Regions from separate parts of the Oryzias latipes genome. Here regions 1 and 2 are each linked to region 3. The links are chromatin contacts, called in public Hi-C maps. All regions are on one chromosome and are shown on one strand. Each heading gives the region's core, a stretch centred on a gene start, on an enhancer-like site or on the middle of the called end of the contact. The rest is flanking DNA. Distances are from core to core; before and after follow the strand shown. Region 1 holds the start of nek1 (serine/threonine-protein kinase Nek1). Region 2 holds the start of cbr4 (carbonyl reductase family member 4). Region 3 overlaps scfd2 (sec1 family domain-containing protein 2).

The links. A called contact is a pair of places that touch in the nucleus more often than the background predicts.
Region 1: a contact with region 3 is called in a Hi-C map of fibroblasts, with 5 times the contacts expected there. The contact joins the promoter of nek1 here to the enhancer-like site in region 3. A contact is called at or near these places in 3 of 5 Hi-C or Micro-C datasets (embryo and fibroblasts).
Region 2: a contact with region 3 is called in a Hi-C map of fibroblasts, with 1.9 times the contacts expected there. The contact joins the promoter of cbr4 here to the enhancer-like site in region 3. A contact is called at or near these places in 3 of 5 Hi-C or Micro-C datasets (embryo and fibroblasts).

What each region holds. Positions count from the first base shown.
Region 1 is chr4:1,038,759-1,041,458 of ASM223467v1, reverse strand. nek1 (serine/threonine-protein kinase Nek1) reads right to left here and starts at 1,390. Exons shown (of 37, transcript XR_002873127.1): 1 at 1,282-1,390; 2 at 848-996; 3 at 649-745.
Region 2 is chr4:1,108,319-1,111,018 of ASM223467v1, reverse strand. cbr4 (carbonyl reductase family member 4) reads right to left here and starts at 1,297. Exons shown (of 6, transcript XM_011472872.3): 1 at 1,166-1,297; 2 at 873-1,052; 3 at 1-58. The coding sequence starts at 1,023.
Region 3 is chr4:868,802-871,501 of ASM223467v1, reverse strand. All of the region lies in intron 5 of scfd2 (sec1 family domain-containing protein 2), which reads right to left. Among protein-coding and RNA genes, the nearest start is that of LOC110015045, 39 kb to the right of the region's middle. Within about 2 kb of position 1,386, at least 1 of the 8 cell types and tissues checked has an H3K27ac peak or open chromatin away from gene starts, as enhancers often do.

The sequences.
Region 1 (2,700 bases), core at 141-2,640, 170 kb before region 3:
TTGGGGGCGTGAGGGGCTGTAAGGTAGCAGGAGAGAGTGTAAACAAAGGGTTGTTGGGAAATCAGCGGAGGCTTACTTCCACGCCAACAGTCCCGCCCACAACTCAGAGGTGAATTTTGAATGAATTCTTACCTCGCTGCACAACTTTTGTCTGGAAGACGACAAAGATTTTTGGACTTTGGCTCAAAACTGTAGAATCATAATTGAAAGACCACTGGGAACACTTTGAAAATTTATCAAAATATGAATGGAGTGGGAATTTATTCATGTATTCATCTTCTGCCGTTTTATCCCTTTCGGGGTCACGGGGCTGCTGGAGCCTATCCCGGCCACTTGTGGGCGAAGGCAGGGGACACCCTGGACAGGTCGGCAGTCTGTCACAGGTGGGACTTCAACGGATCTAATTTTGAGCAAGCATCAGAATAGGGCGGAGCAGGGGGCTTGTGGCTCGCCACCTGTAGCAGCTACATCACAGCCCCAAGCTTATTCCACATGCATCTGCTCCTGATTCACAACGACTTGAATAAAGAAACACTCAGAAATGCAATTTTAAGCTTCATTTTCTTTATACATGTCCTCCATCACTAGAAAGGGCACGAGAACTCTTAGACTCTTTAGATGATCAGGTGATCTCTGAACTGTCCATACCTTCAAATGACTCCTTATACTGGACAATGTTGGGGTGACTCATGTTGGCGAGAACAGACACCTCTTTCCGAGACTCCCGCCTCTCTTTGGTTGACATCTGCCAAAAGCAACATGGATGTCATTAGAGTCAGCCTACAGCACATGCTAAGGCTAATAGAAATCAACTCTTCTTCTTCTTCTTCTTTTTAAAGGAGGTTACCCCAGAGATGCCAATCTCCTTAATGACATACTGGCGTCCATCCTCTTTCGAGTTGACTAGGATGGCCTTCCCAAAGGAGCCCTCCCCGATCTGCTTCACGTTTTCGTACTTGTCCATGTCACTGAAATGACCTGCTCCACATGCTGGCTCTGAAATGGCATCAGAAACGACTCTATGCCTTAAAAGCTTCCGATTTTAGAGCAAAATTTCGCTCATTATACTGAATTTCTTCCTAAGTGTGCAGAGAAGCAGGTGATGATGATGCGGACAGACAGAGACGCAGCTGCCAGATCATGGCTAACCTCACCAGAGGCTCCACGAAGATGAAAAGGGTTCGTTAAATAAAAGCCCCATAACAACTCAGAACATTTACTAAAACATCTAAACAAGCAAGAGTTTAGTCAAAGTCACAAACCGTCTGAAAATGAGCTTACCATCAGTCTTTTTCCGCTGCTATTTTGCCGAACGTCTGGTTTGTGCTAAAGCCACATATGCCCTGACAGCAATCCCCTTCCTGCATTCTGATTGGTCAGCTTCAAGAAGCCGTTCAGGGATTGGTTCATTTTAACTCTCATCATCTTCCTTGACAATTTCCCGCCTCCTCTCTGGATTTCCTCCCTCCCTCCTCTCTGGATCTGTTGCTGTGGACGTTTGTCTTAACAACTGGGTATGGCAGCCCAAAATAGACAAAAATAAGAACACCGGAAAAGCGCCGAACGAGCCAGTTATGAGACCGTTTCTGAAAAGACCCACGTTATTTACTTCTTGTGCACTTAAGTGTATACTTATCCCTTTAATTAGATCAAATTTAATCTTAGTTATATGTATAATTGATAAAAAGCAACCAGAACACATGTTTACGGACACCTTCAGTAGAAAATGTTGTCCATGCAAACAGAAATAATTCCGTTGTGCTTTCCTCTGTCTTCTTCTTTGCAAAGAAAGAGTTTTAAACAAATACATCAGAAAAGAGCTAAATCTTTTGAACCTATAGCCTATAAATACAAAGGTAAAAATAATCTTTGTTGGCACTTTGAATCATGATAATGGGCGATTCCAGAATTGGAATCACCCATATTTTGATGATAAGTAAATCTTCACCTTTCCAATTCAGTGCTACATATTCATTAATAATAGCTAATAAATTGTCAAAGGCTTGATTTTCTCAGCTTACAGGTCAATTGTACATTTTTATTACATTATATGCAGTGGGTCAAAAATGTGTTCAGTCAGCCACCAATTGTTTAAGTTCTCCCACTTAAAAACATTACAGAGGCCTGTAATTTTCATCATAGGTAAACCTCAACTATGAGAAACACAATGAGAAAAAAACAGCAAAAAAAAATTCTCCAATTTTTAAAGAATTCATTCGTAAATTATGGAGGAAAATAAGTATTTGGTCAATAAAAAAGTTCAACTCAATACTATTTATTTACCCTTTGTTGACAATGACAGCAGTCAGACGTTTTCTGTAAGTCTTCACAAGGTTTTCAAAAACTGTTGCTGGTATTTTGGCCCATTCCTCCATGCAGATCTCCTCTAGAGCAGTGATGTTTTGGGGCTGTCACTGGGCCACACGAGCTTTCAACCCCCTCCAAAGATTTTCTATGAGGTTGAGATCTGGAGACTGGCTAGGCCACTCTAGGACCTTGAAATGTTTCTCATGAAGCCACTCCTTTGTTACCCGGGCAACGTGTGTTTAGGATCGTTGTCGTGCTGAAAGATCCAACCATGTTTCATCTTCAGTGTCCTTGCTGATGGAAGGAGGTTTTCACTCAAAATCTGAGGATACATGGCCCCATTCATTCTTTCCTTTACATCAGTTGTCCTGGTCCGTTTGCTGAAAAACAGCC
Region 2 (2,700 bases), core at 48-2,547, 240 kb before region 3:
AAGGTTCTCTGCACCTCCTGCTCCTGGGAGACGTCGCAGCTGAACGCCACGTGGTCAGCTGAGGAGAAGACACAGCTGGCTGTGGTTCCAGGGACAAACCCATTCTGAGACATCTGCAGACTTCCACCACATGCAAGCTCTGCTATGGTGTCTGGAGCATTCTAATGTTCCTGCTGAACTTCTACAGACACATTCCTGCAGGGGAGGAAGACACTCACAGGCTGGTCCTGGATCTGACAGAACTACAGAGGAAAACAGGAAGGAGGACTTAGGGACATCCAGATGTTTGTTGTTATTTATGCCAAACTCAGACATGACCATCGTCCTATAGGGTTCTCCATTTTCTCCTGAATGACTCTGGGGGGGGAGTGACCCTCAGTCCGTCTTCTCTGCAGACGGAACCTTCTAGTCCGTTCACAGAAGTCTTCTTAAAGCAGTCTGCACATGCAGCAGAGGGCTGTACCCTGGTGTAGTGGCTAGCACTCTCACGCAAGAAGGCCCTGGTTTGAAACCCAGCCATGTTCTCTCCGTGCATGTGTGGGTCTTTCTCCAGGCTTCCTCCCCCAGTCCAAAAACATGTTTCATAGGTTAACTGGTGACTCTCTGGCCCCTAGACATTTGTGAGTGTGTGACTGTGTCAACCAACAGCAGCTGGTTGGCCCCAGCGGCCCTATGACCCCAAGAGGGGTTCATGGGGTTCTGAAGAGTGACGGATGGATGAGCAGCAGTTTAGTATTTAACCTCTCGTACTCAGCTAGAGCGGTTCCACCACTAGAGGATTTATCCGGAGCGCCTTTTCTACTCCATGACGTCATCAGACAGGTGAGCATCAGGAGAACCGACAGTGTTCGGTGACGGAGGCCGTGCTTTACCTCCGGGCAGAGCAGCCACAGCGGCCCGGGACGCGTCTTCGTTCCTTGAGACAACAGCCAACCTGCAGCCCCTCTCTGCCAGCAGGTGGGACACCGCCGCCCCGATCCCCCTGGAGCCCCCACACACCACGGCGAGCCGGGACGGGGACATGACCCCCCCCCAGACAGGAGACAAACAGGCTGCAGCGACGCGAGGGCGAAGTGGAAGAGAAGCCTCGGTTACGTCATTTCCGCTCAAAACAGGCAGTTTTTAGTAGTAAAATTTATCTGATACAAAGTAACAGATTTCTTACTTTACTTTTGTCCCATTTGAACGACTTCTTTTCGGCTGAAAACGTCTTTATTGTATTTAAAAACAGCGTTACTGTTAGGACGTTCGCGGCAGACAGACGCCATGTTTGCTGTGGCTGCACTGCTCCACTGCGGCCGCTAGAGGGCGCAGTGCATCTACACCTTAAACACCTGACCCGTTATCACACTGACGATCAGTGAACGAAGAATTTATTTTATTTGGAAATAAATATAGATTCTCCATAAAATATTACCTTTTATTTTATAAAGGTCTTAATCTGTTATACCCGTTATATAAATCTTATGAAGTTTTTTTAAAAACCTTTGTTTCATTTTTTAGTTTGAACTAAAGTACTATTACCATAAGATGTAGCCATTACTGCCAGTACTATTAAATCAATTGTATTGATTGACCCTTTATTCAATTCAAATGGATAAAATGAATTTTTTAAAAATCATTTTAATCCAAAATGTCTTATTTTGTCTGAAAACTTATTTGAACTGATGTGAAAGTCTTTGTTCACTGACCTCAACCCTCTGACGTTTATTCATACTGATGTGAGCCGAGCAGAGAACGGAGCAGCAACACATTGATTTTTAATTGCATACAGTCATTTCCTCTTTGCTCCACACATCATCGTCCCCCAAGAAGACATACACCATATAACCAAAAGTATTCACTCAAATTCATTCAAATGATCGGTCAGGTGTTTCAATGACTTGGCCTGGGCACAGGTGTATCAAATCAAACTCTCAGCCACGTAGACCACGTAAACTGATGGAGAGGTCAGAGGATGCTGAAGCTCATAGTGCTACAATGGCTACAGAGCTCCAAACTGCCTGTGACTTTTAGATTACAAGTCCAGCACTCAGAGAGCTTCATGGAATGGGTTTCCATGGTTGAGCAGCTGCCTCCAAGCCACACATCAGTGCAATGCAAAGTGTTGATGCAGTGGTGTAGAGCACGCCGCCACTGGAACTGCCCAGTCAGTTCCAGTTGTCATTTTGGACAATTCCATGCTTCCAACCTTGTGGACAGCCTTTCCAGAAGAGTTGGAGCTGTAAGAGCTGCAAAAGGTGGACCCACATCACATTGAACTCTGGGTTAGGAATGGATGGAACTTCTGTTCATATGTGAGGAAGTTGAGGGATTGAATACTTTATTTCCATAATACCAGTAACCCTTTTGCTATCCTAGGCACTTTACCATTGGGAGTTGGGTCATCTAGACCCACTAGACCAGGGGTCCCCAAATCAAAGCCTGGAGGGCCCGCGTCCTACATGTTTTCCAACCAACCTGCCTTTGAAGCTCTTTATTGGCTAAACACACCTGATCCAAGTAATCAGCAGCAAATGAGGAGGGGTTTCTGGAAAACCAGCAGGACACCGGCCCTCTAGGCCTGGACTTGGGGATCCCTGCACTAGACAGTGCTCTAAACCTTTTTTCTTCAATGATTTGTGATCTTCACTGGTGTCCATGGATTACATGAAATCTTTCCACCTTTATCCACCTTTGTCATGGTAGGGAGAACACCTC
Region 3 (2,700 bases), core at 137-2,636:
GAGAAAACAACCACTTCCTCCCGGAGGGCAGCAATCCGCACCTGGACTTCTCATTACTGCTGTGCTCAGAGCCAACGCAGCACCAGAGAGCACGAGGCCCTGAAGAAACATGCTCAGCGCTGACTGAGCAACTCGCCATTGTTGCATCAAACACCAAGTGAGAAAGAGGAAAGGCCAACAAAGAGCTCAAAGAGCCTCCACCCAAAACATGTTGCCAGTCTAGAGATGCATTTCCCTTCCTTTGCTGCAGAGTCAGAGAAAGAGAGTCTGCAGTACTTCAGACGAGCTGTCATTCAAGCTGCTCACATAGAAAAAACCTCCATCTATCTAAAGGGAGGAGCCAGACCATATTCATAACCCAATGACACGTTAACACTCTTCTGTTTGACAACTGCAGCAGCCTCCAACCAGCCACTCCCACTACGAGCATCAATACGTTTCCTATGCCAGTAAATTCTTTCATTATGTCTTGATTCATTTCATCTGTGGACTGGTCCTGATGTAGAAGAATGAGGCGAGCGTCAGGTTAAAACAACCACGATGATCTATGTGGTTCTAAAGCCAGCGATGAAAACTGATGTTCTCTAAGACAAAAGCCAATTATTTGGTATCAATTCTTCATATCTGGTCTCACTGATCCTCACCTGGAGTCGTACTCTGTGGGAAGACATTAATCAGAGGCCAAGCAGGAAAACCTCCCTTTTCAGAGCCAGAAATTTATTGCAGCCCGAGCCGCTCTGCTGCTCCAACCATCCAGACACACACACGCAGAGATAAATACAAACAGCAGGATGAAAAGACACCAAACGCAGCAGAAAGCTGCATGTGAATAAGAGCTCCATGTCACAGAGGTCCACAGCAGGTCAGCCCTTTGATAGTCCTCGTGTTTGCTTTTCAGCAGAAACATCTGCTGCGTTCCTAAGAACGCCGTGCTGAGCTTTACAAACTTTACAAACTCTTGGAATCTGGGAAAGTCCAGGCTGGGTGGACGTCTTCACTGTTATCTGTCTGTGACTCATAAAAACTAGGAAATGTAAGACTCAGAATCAGTTCCAGAAAACAGTGTATAAGCACAGAGAGGCTTCGTTTGCACTTTGAGACCAATCTTGCTTTTTCTACAGGCTGCAGGCTGTCTTGTTGTAAGAGATTTAACATTTGGAAAGGAAAAGGAGAGCCGATGATGCTCTGCAAGACTCTATCTGAACCATGAAAGACCAACAAAAGCTGTTTTCTGGCCCCGTTTTGAGTTCTCTTTTTTTGGTGCAGTTCCAGAAATAGACAGCAGGGCGCACTGTGACACTGCACACAAACACTCGCATATGCATCAGCGGCACTCTGAAAATGTCCTGCCACCACTGAGCAGCCTGCCCTCCTTCTCCTGAAAGTTTGTTTTTCTTTTTTTTCTCCTAACTCCATTTTGGAAAAGGCAGAGAGGTTGCAGCCCAGATGTGAGGCCCCAAACTTGCAGGAAAAGCAGCCCTTCTCCCTCCTTCACTGCTCTCTAGATGCTTTTCTGTCTCAATGAGGTCTCATGGCTTCTCCTGACTGTTGGGTGGTATTCCTTTGCTGTCAAATTCTAAAAGACATAAATATAGATATTAAAGTTGAATTTCAGTTTTTGTGGTTCTTGAGAATTACAGATTTGCTTCTGGAAAATGATAAACTGTAAAACGACCAGCAGAGTGTCAAACCCAGAGCAGTTACAGGCAAACATGGTCTCATCCGTGACTGAACGTTGTCGTTTCATTTGTCCAGCTCTCATTTAATTCTGGACAGTCATTTACCGCCGGGGCAGCAGTTTGGTGTGACGTGTGGGCAGCACAGACTCACAAAGACTGAGTGACACAACGGCACTGATTGGTAAACCAAAGGCTTGACCAGCTCTGAAACCACATGTTGACTGCCATCATGGTGAACACAGTTAACATTTAGAGTGGCTGCTGGGGAGGAACTACAGGACCCAGCCCTTAATATGAAACCCCAACCAGCTGTTATGAAACAGAATGAATAGGGACCACAATAAGAGTTTACAAGCTCCACTGAAAACATCTTCATGATCATATCTGTGGTGAAAAAGCAGAGGGGCAGCCTGCAGATGATGGCTTAGGCTTCACTCAGCAGAAAAGTGAGACCCAGTAAATCTCTGACTCTGTTCTGTGGAGTTCACAGTGACAGAAGCTTCAGGAACCGCTCTCTGACCCATCTTTTTTAGTTTGTTTCCAATTGGACTGAGCTTCGGTTTGCTCTGAAAATCCTGAGTCTGAATATGATCCCTCAGAGGGGAGCAAATGAACCAAAACAGCCACTACAGCCATTTGTTGCTTACATGATGTAAATAGAGTAAGAATGAGGTACAAGTGAGCCACAGAAAAAAACAAAGCAAGGATTGATGTGTTATCAAAGAGAAAAAAGGGTGAAATGCCATTTTTTAAACACTCCAATGTGAAAATATTCTGTTTGGAAGCAGCATAACCATGATGTCACACTACGGTAACACCGTTTGATTGATTTGATTTATTGATTTATTTCAAGCATTGTAGTCAAAGCTATAAATAATTTACACATATTTATCAAACTCATTACAGAAATGTTGAAATGCATAGATTAAAAAGACAGAAATATAAAATAAAACAAAACAAAAATTCAGTGATCATTAACTAAAGTCAAGTAGAGTTTGATTTATTGCTTGAAAAGGAGTGG